2 separate regions of the Oryctolagus cuniculus genome follow, and region 1 is linked to region 2. Evidence: chromatin contacts called from public Hi-C data. All regions are on one chromosome and are shown on one strand. Each heading gives the region's core, a stretch centred on a gene start, on an enhancer-like site or on the middle of the called end of the contact. The rest is flanking DNA. Distances are from core to core; before and after follow the strand shown.

Evidence for each region. Hi-C and Micro-C count contacts between places; a contact is called where the count stands out from the background.
Region 1: a contact with region 2 is called in a Hi-C map of an unstated tissue, with 2.3 times the contacts expected there. The contact joins the promoter of WDR81 here to the enhancer-like site in region 2. A contact is called at or near these places in 2 of 6 Hi-C or Micro-C datasets (ear pinna and an unstated tissue).

Annotation. Positions count from the first base shown.
Region 1 is chr17:47,235,038-47,241,980 of mOryCun1.1, forward strand. It overlaps WDR81 (WD repeat domain 81), which reads left to right and starts at 5,109. Exons shown (of 10, transcript XR_011383624.1): 1 at 5,109-6,943. LOC138846185 (a long non-coding RNA gene) reads left to right here. Exons shown (of 2, transcript XR_011383625.1): 2 at 1-3,660.
Region 2 is chr17:47,184,435-47,191,735 of mOryCun1.1, forward strand. PRPF8 (pre-mRNA processing factor 8) reads right to left here. Exons shown (of 43, transcript XM_051824554.2): 25 at 4,047-4,294; 26 at 3,753-3,932; 27 at 3,423-3,558; 28 at 3,152-3,321; 29 at 2,857-2,986; 30 at 2,603-2,749; 31 at 2,295-2,455; 32 at 1,805-1,996; 33 at 603-840; 34 at 357-485. Among named protein-coding and RNA genes, the nearest start is that of RILP, 13 kb to the left of the region's middle. Within about 2 kb of position 4,632, at least 1 of the 8 cell types and tissues checked has an H3K27ac peak or open chromatin away from gene starts, as enhancers often do.

The sequences.
Region 1 (6,943 bases), core at 3,859-6,358, 51 kb after region 2:
TCACTCAAGACTGTCTGTCCCCACCACCCCCAATCTGCTGAGGTGCTGGGCCTAGAAGGAAAGGTATTTCCTGTCAGCAGTCAGCAGACCGCCCTCCCTGGGCTGGTGGCTGGCTGGGTGCACTGGGGAGGGTACTGGGAAGCTGAGGACCAGCCCTAGAGGAGAAGGAGGGCTGTGGGAAGCGAACTTTGGGGTCAGAAGCTTTCCCTGGGCCGGCTGCTGCCTATCCCCTCCTCAAGTAGCTCTGCTCCTCCTCACTCGGAGTTGCTAGGGGGGAGGCTTTCTCCAACCACTATTTCTAGTTGTTCTCAGATGCCACCTGCTGCCTTGGCTGTGTCTTTTTTTTTTTTTTTTTTTTTTTTTTTTACTTTCAGTGGTACCTTGCCTGCACTCCCACCCCTACAGCAAGGGTGCTAACGTGGAGTGCAGGTGGAACACACTGGTCCCAGAAGCCAGGGGCTTTGGCTGGGAAGTCCTGCAGGGAGATTCAGGTAAATATTCTGCCCCTACCCTGAGCTAGGAGTTGGGGTCACTCCAGGACAAGCTTAGTGAGAAGTCCCAGGACTGACTTGGCAAGGCTGGGAGGAACTGAGCAGAGCCCTGGCCAAGCCTGGAAGAAAGAGAAGTCTCACCAGCTGCCCTCATTCTCCATTATCCTTAGCATAGAACTCCTATCCCCTTCCCACTTGGGAAGCTTGGAGTGGCCCTTCTCCATTTTGTTCTGCTCACCAACCCCACCCCCAACCCCAACTCACCTCCTCCAGGCAAAAAACACAGGCTTGGAGCCGAGGATTTCTCAATCTCAGCACTGTTGACATTTTGAGCTGGATAACTTCTTGCTGGGTGAGTGGGTGGGGTGCTGCTCTGTGCATAGTAGGATGTTCAGCACCCTCCCTGGTTTCCATCTCAGTTGCCAGGGCAACTCCCTCCATTCTGCCAGTTAGGACAACCAAAAGTGTTTCTAGACATTGCCAAATGGCCTCCAGGGGCCTGGATGCCCCCAGTTGAGAACCACTGCATTAGACAAACTTGAATTCGGATTCAGCTCGGACTGGCTGTGAGCTTATCGAAGATGCTTTTCTCGGGGCCGGCGCTGTGGCTCATTTGGTTAATCCTCCACCTACAGCGCCGGCATCCCATATGGGCACTAGGTTCTAGTCCCAGTTGCTCCTCTTCCAGTCCAGCTCTCTGCTGTGGCCTGGGGAGGCAGTGGAGGATGGCCCAAGTGCCTGGGCACCTGCATCCACATGGAACACCAGGAGAAAGCACCTGGCTCCTGGCTTTGGATCAGTGCAGCGCGCCAGCTGTGGCGGCCATTGGGAGTAAAAAAAAAAAGAAAGGAAGACCTTCCTGTCTCTCTCTCTCACTATCTATAATTCTACCTGTCAAAAAAAAAAAAAAAAAAAAAAAAAAAGAACGAAGATGCTTTTCTCATCTGCAAACCTGCAAACCAGGATGAATACTAAACTCATGGCTTGTTGTAGGGATTAATAAAGATTCTGTGTGAAAATGCCCAGCACAGCCTGAGGCACACTGGCCTGCCATTGGTGCACTAACTTTTCTCCCTGCCCGATCAGCAAGAACTCCTCACTGAGCTGTGGCTCCACTGGCCAGCGGTGGCAGTGGCTTCCCTCCCTGACTATCCCAGATGTGACCTCCTGGTAACCCAATATTGAAGGTGGTGAAGGGGAGTGGCTAATTTGGTCCCAGATTCCCCAAAGCCCAAGGGTGTCTTAACTGGGATCCAGGGAGTCTTGCTGGGGGACGGCAGAGGGAAATTTGGGAGTAAAGCTGTTACAGAGCATTATTTCTCAAGATGTGGCCTAAAAAAAAAAGAAAAAAAAAAAAGAAAAAGAAAACAAACAAACAAAAAAAAAGATGTGGCCTAAAAGCTACTGCATCAGAATTAGGGGTGCTTATTAAAAATCCAGATTTGGGGGTCGGTGCTGAGGTATAGCAGGTAAAGCTGCCGCCTGCAGTGCCGACATCCCATATGGGTGCCTGTTTGAGTCCTAGCTGCTCCACTGCCAATCCAACTCTCTGCTGTGGCCTGCGAAAGCAGAAGATGGTCCAAGTCCTTGGGCCCCTGCACCAATGTGGGAGACCCAGAAGAAGCTACTGGCGGGGCCGACGCCATGGCTCATTTGGTTAATCCTCCGCCTACAGCGTCAGCATCCCATATGGGTGCCAGGTTCTAGTCACGGTTGTTCCTCTTCCGGTCCAGCTCTCTGCTGTAGCCTGAGGGGGCAGTGGAGGATGGCCCAAGTGCTTGGGCCCCCAGGAAGAAGCACCTGGCTTCTGGCTTTGGAAGGCAGCTATGCTCACCACTATACCACCAACGCCGTTCTGGCTTCTGGCTTTGGATCGGCGTAGCTCCGGCTGTGGCAGCCATTTGGGGAGTGAACCAACAGAAGCAAGACCTCTCTCTCTCTCTCTCTCACTAACTCTGTTAAATTAAAAAAAAAAAAAAAAAAAAAAAAAAGGAAGCTACCGGCTCCCAGCTTCAGTTCGGTGCAGCTCTGGCCATCTGGGGGAATGAACCAGTGGATGGAAGACTCTCTCTCTCTCTCTCTCTCCGCCTCTGCCTCTCTGTAACTCTGCCTTTCAAATAAATAAATAAATAAATAAATAATATTTAAAAAAAACTTTTAAAAAATCCAGATTTGTGGGGGCAGGCGCTGTGATGTAACTGGTAAAGCCACCACCTGCAGTGCTGGCACCTCGATATGGGCACCAGTTTGAGTCCCTGGTTCTCCACTTGTAATCCAGCTTTCTGGTGGCCTGGGAAAGCAATAGATGATGGCCAAAGTGCTTAGGCCCCTGCCCTCGCAGGGTAGGGACAAGGAAGAAGCTCCTGGCTTTGGATCGGCCCAGCTCTGGCCGCTGTGGCCCTTTGGAGAGTGAACCAATGGATGGAAGACCTCTTTCTCTCTCTGCCCCTCTGTAACTCTGCCTTTCAAAGAAATAATAAACAAACAAACAAAAAAATCCAGATTTGTGGGTATCCAGACTGCTGGATCAGAAGCATACCCTGAGTGTGAATTACCCTAGAGCTCAGATCAGGGAAGGTACTGACGCCCGAGAGGTCTCAGGGCAGCAGTGCGCCACATTCCAAGGACAGGATGTCTGCCTTCAGGGGAGGGGAAGGCGAAGTAATTACAAGAGATAAAGGTAGGTACACTCAAGGTCACTGCTGCAATGTAGTGCAAGCACCACTAGAGGGTGTTGCACAGGCAGACTTGCAGAAAAATAGTGCCTGTTCCCAGTCTGAGACCAGAGCGGGGACTAAAGGGACTGCTTCATTGGTGAGGTATGGGGCTGGCATTTAGCATGGCGGTTAAGATGCCATCCTCCCACATCACAGTACCTGGGTTTGACTCCAAGCTGAGGCTCCTGACTCCAGCTGCCTGCTGATGCAGATCCTGGGAGGCAGCAAGCAATGTTCTCAAGTCGCTGGGTCCCTGCCACACATGTGGATGACTTGGATCGCAGTGCCTGCTCCTGGCTTTGGTCCTAGCCCAGCCTCAGGCCATTGAGGGCATCTGGGGAATGAACCAGCAGGTGGGAGCTCACTGTCTGCCTCTCAAACACACCATCTGTCATCAGGTACTCAGATCAAAATTGGGAATAAAGGATCATCACCTTTCCCAGGTTAAAAAATAATGGTGCGCAGCCAGTGAGTACTGGTTTTAGAATGGAACACACTTGGATTTGAATTCTGGCTCTTCTGTTCCTTAGCTTTTTTACATGACCTTGAGCAAGTCAGCTAAGGTAACATCAAAATAGGTATAAGAATATTTTCTTAAAAGGGTGGGGCAGATATTGTGGTATAGCAGGTTAAACCACCACCTGGGATGCCTGCAGTTTGAATCCTGGTTGCTCCACTTCCGACTCAGCTCCCTGCTAATGCACCTTAGAAAGCAGTAGAGGATGGTCCAAGTGCTTGGGCCCCTGCATCCATGTGGGAGACCTGGAAGAAGCTCCTGGCTCCTGGCTGTGGCCTAGCACAGACCTGGCCATTGTGGCCATTTGGGGAGTGAGTCAGTGGATGGAAGATCTCTATCTCTCCCTCTTGCCCTCCCCCTGTCACTCTGCCTTTCATATAAATAAATCAGCCTTTAAAACAAGAGGACTAAACAACACGATATTCATGGTGCTTAGCTCCTGGTAAATGCATCATAAGTGGCAGTCCAATGTCACATGGCCAAGCACATCAGGGGCCCCAACGGCCCTTCAAGAAAGAGGAGACAGGTGAAAGCGGGTCGTGGCTGAACCGTTCCTGTCTTCTCTTTGATGTGGCCTGCATTCTCCTCAGGTGCCTTTAAGGGGGCCCCACCTCTGCCCCAAACTGCCCGATGCCCACGCTCCTTCTAGGAGTGATACTCCAAAAGGCGGAGCCAGTGGCTTCACTGCAGACCAGGACCATGTGTCCTGCAGTGAGTCAGAACCAACAGCCCCTGCGGGAGTCCACTCTTGAGTTTCCATTCCCTACTCCCAGCCACAGCTGGCTGGCTCTGTGGCACCCACGCAGAAGCAAGCTGCAACAGGAAGTCTTGGGGGAACTTGAAGCCTGGGCCGCTTCTCTCCCTCCGATCTCCCAGAGTTTAAGAAAGGTGCTGGAGACAGCATGGACGGGGGTTGGGGAGGGTGCTCCAGCTTTGAAGTCTCCTGCCTCTCCCGCAAGCCTCTTTGCTGCTCTCAGGTAGCACCTGTAAAACACAAGCAATACAAACCGTCCTCCCTACCTCACTGAGTCGTGAGGGCCAAATGGACTGTTCCTGACCAAATGCTTTGGAAATGAAAAAGCTCCTTCGTTTGGAAGACAGCGTGGAGGCGCCGAGGGGGCTTCATGTCCGGGTCCCAGCTCTGTGGCTGGCTGTGGGGCTAAGGGTGCCCCATTGGGTCGGCGTCCCATTGGGCGGAAGAGAGCCCTGCCGGGCTGGGAAGTCCCGCGGCTCCCGCAGCGGCGGGAGCTCCGTCCTGCACCAGGCGGAAACGAAATCGGGAGCAGGCCCGAACCAAGCAGTGGGAGGGAGAGCGCGGGCGGGTGGCGAGGTCCCCCCCTCACGGCCCTTTGGAGCCACGTGCGGTTGTTTCCGTGCCGGGGCGGTCACGTGACCCGCGTCAGCTGACCCGTCACGGTGGAGCTCGGCGCTGGCGCCCCGCAGCCCCCGCCCCGCCGCGCCCGGAGCGCCGGACCCTGCGGAGGGGTAAGAGCGCTCCCCGCCCTCCCCTCCTCTGCCGCCGGCTCGCCCCAGCCGTCTGCACCCCGACTCCAGTCCCCGGCCCAGCACGACCCGCCCGGCCTGGCAGCCCGGAAGCCATCGCGAGGAGGGCTGTGGCCGGGCTCAGCCCCGCGCTGCCCCCAGGCGGCCGGGAAGAGATGGCCCAGGGGCGCGGGGGGCGGGACGTCGCTCTTACCGCCGGGGCGGAGGGCTGGTCCCCGCCGCCGAGCCCGGATATGGAGGAGCTGCTCCGGAGCGTGGAGAGGGACCTGAACATAGATGCCCGGCAGCTGGCTCCGGCTCCGGGGGGCGCCCACGTGGTGGCCCTGGTGCCCGCGCGCTGGCTGGCCAGCCTCCGCGAGCGCCGGCTGGGACCCTGCCCGCGGGCGGAGGGCCTGAGCGAGGCGGAAGTCAAGACTCTGCTGCAACGCTCGGTGCAGAGGCTGCCCCCCGGCTGGACGCGAGTGGAGGTGCACGGGCTGCGGAAACGGAGACTGTCCTACCCGCTGGGCGGGGGCCTGCCCTTGGAGGAGGGGTCCTGCGGCCCCGAGACCCTCACTCGCTTCATGCAGGACGTGGCTGCCCAGAATTATCGCAACCTGTGGCGCCGCGCGTACCACACTTACGCGCAGCCCTATAGTCGTAGCCCTGCCCCCTCAGCCGTCCCTGCCCTAGAGTCGGTTCGGCAGGCTCTGCAGAGGGTGTACGGTTGCCCCTTCCTGCCGGTGGGTGAAGCCACCCAGGGCCCATCGTGTGCCAGAGATGGCCCCTGTCTCCCGCGGGGCAGCCCCACCTGCCCCAGTCTGCTGCGGGCCGAGGCTCTGCTGGAGTCGCCGGAGATGCTGTACGTCATACACCCTTACGTGCAGTTCTCGCTGCACGACGTGGTCACCTTCAGCCCTGCCAAGCTGACCAACAGCCAAGCCAAAGTGCTCTTCCTTCTCTTCCGTGTGCTGAGGGCCATGGAGGCCTGCCACCGCCAGGGGCTGGCTTGTGGGGCCCTGTCTTTGCACCACATCGCTGTGGATGAGAAGCTTTGCAGTGAGCTCCGGCTGGACCTGAGTGCCTACGAGAGGCCGGAGGACGATGAGCACCAGGGGTCCCCTGGGGTGAGGGATGGGGCGGGCGGGGAGTCTGGAGAAGAGGGGCCGAGGGGCGCCGCGTGTCCCACCCGCCAGGAGGAGCTGAGGGGCTTCGTGCTGGACTGGGTGCACGGCGGCCTCAGCAACTTCCACTACCTCATGCAGCTGAACCGCCTGGCAGGCCGGCGGCAGGGGGATCCCAACTACCACCCGGTGCTGCCCTGGGTGGTGGACTTCAGCACGCCCCACGGGCGCTTCCGGGACCTGCGCAAGTCCAAGTTCCGCCTCAACAAGGGGGACAAGCAGCTGGACTTCACGTATGAGATGACGCGGCAGGCGTTTGTGGCCGGCGGCGCCGGCGGCGGGGAGCCGCCTCACGTTCCTCACCACATCTCAGACGTACTCTCGGACATCACGTACTACGTGTACAAGGCTCGGCGCACGCCGCGCTCCGTGCTCTGTGGCCATGTCCGAGCCCAGTGGGAGCCCCATGAGTATCCTGCCAGCATGGAGAGGATGCAGAGCTGGACACCTGACGAGTGCATCCCGGAGTTTTACACCGACCCCTCTATCTTCTGCTCCATCCACCCCGACATGCCTGACCTGGATGTGCCGGCCTGGTGCAGCTCCAGTGAG
Region 2 (7,301 bases), core at 3,382-5,881:
CTGCCGGTTCTCCAGTCTTGGCTGCTCCACTTCTAATCCAGTTCCCTGCTAATGTGCATGAAAAGGCAGCATATCATGGCCCAAGTGCTTGGGACTCTGCCACCTATGTGGGAGGCCCAGATGGAGTTCCTGGCTCCTGGTTCAGCCTGGCCCAGCCCTGGCCATTGCAGCCACTTGGGGAGTGAACCAGCAGATGGGAGCTTGTTCTCTCTTTGCAATTCTTTCAAATAAATGAATGAATAAATAACATGTTCTCCGTCTTTCAATAGAGAAAAGCAGTATACAACTCTCCCGTCCCCCACCTAGAATAAGAGGCAGCCATGTTCTACAGTCTCTCCATCCTTTAACCTGCTCACCTGCCCCAGACGTTTCTGTCCCGCCCACACGGATGTGTGGATTATCTTGAGGAATAGCTGCCCTGTACGTGGGTTGAAGATGAAGATGGCCCCATTGATGGGTTTGGTTGTCAAGTTCCCCTCAAATGTCTAAAGAAAGAATACATTGGTTAGTATGGTCATCTGCTTGCCTTCATCCCACTTACTCGGTTACCCTCCCAAGGGCAGAAGCAAAGCCCCACACCCTTTAGTGCACCTGACACTCACCTTGTGGATTGTCACTCTGTAGACATTAGTGTCATCCACAAACCAGATAATCTGGTTGGAGAAGAGCTCACCATAATTCTGAGAGGACAGATAAGGCTCAGTGGGCTCAGATGAATAGAGCTGCAATCCCTTGCGGATTCGTTCACGTAACACATACAAGGCTGGGTTGGCCTTCATGATCTTGGCCATGGCCTGCTGTATGAGGGGCTTGCTGCCTGGGAACCAGTTTCCATAGGCACTGTGAGGGTGCACAGGGCAAGAAAAGTTAAGCTCAGGCTGAAAGCCCCAAGACAAGGCAAATGCAACTTTATAGAAGGAGGAAGACTGCTAGTTGGGCTGCCAGTAATCTCATGTGGGGGCCGGTGCTGTGATGCAGCAGGTTAAGCTGCCGCCCACTGGGTGCCAACATCCTATGTGGGCACCAGTTCAAATTCCAGATGTTCCACTTCTGATCCACCTCCGTGCCAATGCACCTGGGACAGCAGTGGAAGATGGCTCAAGTAGCTGGGCCCCTGTCTGGGAGATCCTGGCTTCTGTCTGGCCCAGCTTCTGTCTGGCTGTTGAGGCCATCTGGGGAGTAAATCAGTATATAGCAGATATCTCTATATCTCCCTCTCTCTGTAATGGTGCCTTTCAAATAAATAAATCTTTCGCCGGTGCTGTGGCTCAATAGGATAATCCTCCGCCTGTGGCGCCAGCACACCGGGTTCTAGTCCCGGTCAGGGTGCCGGATTCTGTCCCAGTTGCCCCTCTTCCAGGCCAGCTCTCTGCTGTGGCCCGGGAAGGCAGTGGAGGATGGCCCAAGTGCTTGGGCCCTGCACCCCATGGGAGACCAGGAGAAGCATCTGGCTCCTGCCTTTGGATCAGCACAGTGTGCCGGCCACAGCATGCCGGCCGTGGCAGCCATTGGAGGGTGAACCAACAGCAAAAGGAAGACCTTTCTCTCTGTCTCTCTCTCTCTCTCACTGTCCACGCTTCCTGTCCAAAAAAAAAAAAAAAAAAAAAAAAAAAAAAAAAAAAAAAAAAAATCTTTCAAACAAATAAACACACAAAAAACTCTGCTCATGTAAATGTATCCCAAAAGAAGAGTCAGTGACCCAGAGGAAATGGCCAACCTCATCTTCTTGAAGCAAACTGAAAAAGCACATCTACATTAAAGTATGGGGCTGATGGAAAACAGATGTGTCTGAGCCCCAACTCACCTGTGCAGGTTATAGGCCAGGTCAATGGCAATGAGCACACCTGTGGGTGAAGGGTAAATACTCATGTTGTCTGTGGTGTAGTCCAGAAACTTGGCCCGTGCATAGCGCTCAATGTCATGGGAATCGTAGTCCCCCCAGCGCAACTGGATGTCAATCCAATACTTCTGAGTGGTGGTGCTGTCCATCACATCCCTGAGGGTAGAGAGGCGTCAGGTTCTCAGGAAGCCATGGGTGTAACCCATGTTCCCAGAACCACTAGAACTCCCAACCACTACCCCTATATCCTAAAACCATCCTTGCTCTATTCCAGATCAGCAAGCTTCCCAGAGAATGGGCAGATCTGATGGAAGGTGTTGACAGGGGCCAAGACCATCACTGACTCCAAGTTTGGAAGAAGGACAGCCAAGGGATAGTTTCTAGACCAGTATTACTAAAGGGACAGTGAAATGAAGGTTCCTGAATGCCTAGGTTTGGGCCATGAGGCACGCACTTGGAGTCTGCCAGCAACGAAGGCCGGGAGACATTCCACTTATACGAGGCAAAGAGCAGTATATCTGCACAGGAAGAGTTCATCTTATAGGACTTTCGAGGATGAATCGTCTCCTTCTGTACTGTCTCAATTTCCAGCGCATCCAGTTCTTGGTCAAACACCTGAAGGCAAAAGCAGAAAGGCTGTGATGCATTTTGGAAGCCACTCAGAATGAAGCTCTGTAGAATCTAAGACAACCAAGTAACGGGACTCTCATCCCAGAGCATCCTCAGCAGATTTCCCATATACAAGAGAGCAAGCCGACCCACCTGACACAAGTCCATGACAATGCTTTCATGGATCTTCTGCCACAGGTGAGCTCGGAATATCTGGATGAGGGAGATCTTCAGGGTGGGGATCTTGCCATGCATGAAGATACCTGTCAGGTCCAGCTGCACCTGAAAGCCTACGTACACCTGCCAGGAAAACGAACGTGACACTAGAGCTCGAGCCTTTGGCTCGCAGGACATAACTAAGGCAGTGGAAACACTTGTAACTTCCCTTGTCTACCAGTCCTACTCACGTTAGCTCGGTTAATGGTTGGGGACCACCAGAGGGTGAATCTGCGGTTTGGAATCTGGTTCAATCCTGACCGCTGAGCATTAGTGAGCTTCTTCCATTTCATAGATTCCTCAAAGCCGCTGGCCTTCTCCCTGTGGGGCAGAAGCAGGTGAGGTGATGTCATGCCCTGTCCCAGAGCACTACAGGCCTCCTGGGGGTGGCTGTCTGGGAAACACCACAGCAGACCACAAGGCACACAAGGGAGGAGCTCAGAGGATGGTGGTGGGTCCCTGTGCGAGAAGAGAAAGAAGCCTTACCAGAAAAGACCTTCCCAGGTCGGGAAGTAAGTGCCCTTGAAGAGTGTATGCTCCAGAATGCCTTCCACACCACCCAGGGCCTGGATCATGTCTGTGCGGTAGTTGTTCAGGTTCCAGAGCTTCCCGTCATGCCGCTGGTGCGTCCACCAGAAAGGGTTCTGCTTCAAAACCTAGATGGCGAGGCAGGCATCAAGTTTCTGCCCAGGTTCCGAGGATAGCCAGGGATTCTAACTGATTCAGGAAAAATCTCTCCACTACCCTCTTCACGCACCTGGTACTGCTTAAAGTCAGTTCGGACGCGCCAGCCCTTATCATAGGCCAATGTGTGCCGGTCTTTCTGGAAGAGGGTGTTGATCCGAGGAATGCCACGATCCCATGAGTCTTCTAGATCTTCTAAAGTGAGCCGTCTGCAAAAGAAAAAACAATTTAAGTCAACAGGAAGAGCTCTGCACTTCTTCCTGGCCAAGGATAGTCAGGGTCAGGAGTAGAATGTGCCTTCTTGTCTCCATAAAAGTATGCTCTGTCCCCTGGTGCTACACAGGACTCATTAAGCTCACTCCCATCTCCTGTCTTGAGACTGCTCTGCCTCCTAGATCTTCACCTGTTTTGAGCAATGGCCTCTTGTCTCTTGAGCGCGTACTCAGCCCAGACCCGCTGAGAATCAATGAACTCGCTCTCCCAGGGCTGTATGTAACGGTACAAATTGGGAATCAGCTGGTCTTCTTCATGGCTCATTCCAGAACGGAAGTGTGTGATACCCACGTCTGTCTGCTTAGACCACCTGTTTTGGGGCACAACCAAGATTAAGGAAAAAAAATCAAGTCTGAAAGTAAAGAAGGCAAAAGAAACACTGCATTCCCTCAGGGTTTAAGCCACAGAATCGAGCAAGCCCTACCTGAGGTCCGACTGGGGGATGAGCACATGGCCCATTGAGAGCATGCCGAGTCCACCCAACTCCTTAGGGGTATAGAACACAACAGGGGGGAACCGACTTGGCATCTTGGAGTTGAGTCCAATCTTGATTCGTGTCTGGATCTTATTCTCACACTTCACCAGCAAGTCCAGGAGTTCTTGGGTGTTCACCACAGCCTCCCGGAAGTATGTCATCAGGCCAATAAGAGCTGTATTCCACTTATTCACAATCTAAAGACAGTGGGAAGGATGGAAATTCCAGATGATCTTTGGGGTGCTGTGGATTGCTAGATGCAGTTAGTTACATTCCTAGTACTTAAGAGAGGTTTAAGCTAAACCATCAGTCATTAGGGAAATATAAACAAGAACCATGGTGCTGTATCTTTTACACTCTGCAATAAAAATCAAGAGAGGTGACAAGTGCCAGAGAAGTTACAGTGAAAGTGGAACTCTCCTACACCGCTGGTAGGAATGTAAAAAGGCGCCGCCACTCGGGAAGACAGTCTGGCAGCTCCTCACGAAGCTAAACAGAGCTACTGGATGACTAAGCAAGCCCACGCCTAGGCATACAGCCAAGAGAAATGAACACAACGTGTGTCCACACAAAAGCCTGTACACAGTTTCACAACAGCATTCTTCTGAACAGCCCAAAGTGGAAACACTCGCCATTCCACCAATGTACAACTGGATGAACAGAATGTGGTCAACAAATCTATACAATGGAATGATACTTTAATCCATGCAAAGAACTAACATACCAACGTGCTGCAATGCTAAGTGAACAGAAGCCAGCCAAAAAAGGCCGTAAGTTGTCTAGAAGACACAAACCGATAAAGACAGAAAGCAGACTAATGGCTACCAGGAAACTGGGGCAGGGCTGCAGGAGAGATGAGGAAGGAGGGACTGCTAATGGAAATTGGAGTTTCTTCTGGGGTGATGAAAATGTTTGGGAATTAGATAATGGTGACAGTTTCACAATTTGTGAATACACTAAAAGTCAATGAATTGTACAATTTAAAATTATTTGAAGTTTATGGTTTGTTAATTACATTTTAATAAAAAAAATGAACTGAGACAATATAAACACTGTTAAAATGAGACCAAATAGAGTAAGTAATCCAGGATGGGTAGGAGAGAAATTGGAAGGAGAAAATCTCTAAAAACTAAAGGGGGCCGTCGCCGCAGCTCACTACGCTAATCTTCTGCCTGCAGAGCTGGCACCCCGAGTTCTAGTCCCGGTTGGGGCACCGGATTCTGTCCTGGTTGCTCCTCTTCCAGTCCAGCTCTCTGCTGTGGCCCGGAAAGGCAGTGGAGGATGGCCCAAATCCTTGGGCCCTGCACCCACATGTGAGACCAGGAGGAAGCACCTGGCTCCTGGCTTTGCATCGGCGCAGCGCGCTGGCTGTAGCAACTATTTGGGGGGTGAACCAACAGAAGGAAGACCTTTCTCTCTGTCTCTCGCTCTCACTGTCTAACTCTGCCTGTCAAAAAAAATAAATAAATAAATAAAATAAAATAAAATAAAACAAAAAGCAAAGCAAAACAAAACAAAACACTAAAGGGGGGAATAAAATCTAACAGGGCCAGAGAAAAATTGCCTCCCCCTTGAAAACTAAATGATACACTTAAAACAATGCTTTTAGACAACTGACAACAGGTAGCACAGAGGAAAGAGAAACAAATACAGCAGCCCTATAACTGCCCCACTATATTGCCTCCTGCCAGTTTCCAAGCTGTAGCACAAACACGGAAGAGTAATAGAAACAGAGCCGATAGTCTCATTGAACTGAAAAGACAGAGGTGGGCTCGGGAGGCCAAGGCTGCTAGAATTTATGGGGTAGAAGTCCTCAGAAATGTGCCCAAAAAGAGATCTCTGGAGATCCATGGAGGGATCTCTTCAAATTTCTGGCAAATGCCAATCTGTATGCAGTTAAATTTCCACAGAAAAAAATCACAGGAAAGCAATAGGCTGAACAAGTCCTATAACTCAAACATGGCTGGCAACAGTTTGTGTTCCCAGACTAGAGACCTGGTAACACACGAGAATTTGCTAGTCTCCAGAAAGGTGGTAACTTAATGGTAGAGGTAAATCAGCTCCAGGACAAAGGATATCCTGGATCCTCCACAACCCAGCGGAAAAGCCCCCTGGATGGGCATCTGGCACAGATGAAGCCACCACCTGAGATGCGGCATCCAGTATTAGAGTACTCGAATTTGAATCCCAGCTCTACTTTTGTTCCAGCTTCCTGCTAATGCATCCTGGGAGGCAGCAGGTGATGGCTCAAGCACTGGGCCCCTGTCACCCACATGGGAGACCCAGATGGAGTTCTGTGCTCCTGGCTTTGGGCTGGCACAATCAACTGTGGCAGGTATTTGGAGAGTAAACCAGTGCATGGAAGACCTTGCTCTCTGTCACTCTGTATTTCAAGTAGAAGAAAAAACAAACAGATGGGGCAGGTGGCTACTGAGATGCCCACATCCCACACTGGAGTACTTGGGTTCAATACCAACCTCCAGTTCAACTTTAGCTTCCCACATGCAGACCCTGAGAGACAGTGGGTGATGGCTAAGGTAATGCGGTTCTTGCTACCCGCAGGGGAACCAGGTTTGGGTTCCTAGCTCCTGACCTCAGTCCAGCCGTAGCCATTGTGGGCATGTGTAGTGAACTAATAGATAGGAGTGCACATTCTTTTCCTTGGAAATAAATTTTTAAAAATCTACAAAACAAAACAATCCTTTTAGTTATTTAGTTGAATGCTAAAGAGACAAAGAGGGAGAGACAGATCTCCCATCCACTGGGTCACTCTCCAAATGCCACAACAGTGAGGGCTGGGGCTGAGCTAAAATCAGGACCTGGGAAGTTGGGCCTCTCAGGTGCATGCCAGAGACTAGTTGAGCCCCCACCTGCTGCCACCTAGGGTGTGCATTAGTAGTAAGAGGGAATCAGGAGCAGTGTGGGGACTCAAACCCAGGTACTCTGATATGGAATGTGTAGTTCTAAGTAGAGTCATAACTGCTAGGCCAAACACCCCCACAAGATAAACTTTACTTTGGTGTAAAATATCTTGAAATTCCTGCATACAAGGGGGTCTTCAAAAAGTTCATGGAGGAGCTGGCATTGTGGTACAGTGGGTTAAACTGCCACCTGTGATCCTGGCATCTCATATGGGCATTCTGGGTGTTTTTCATTTTGTTAGTATGTAATTTATTTTTACTGTAAATGAAAAAAATAAATGGT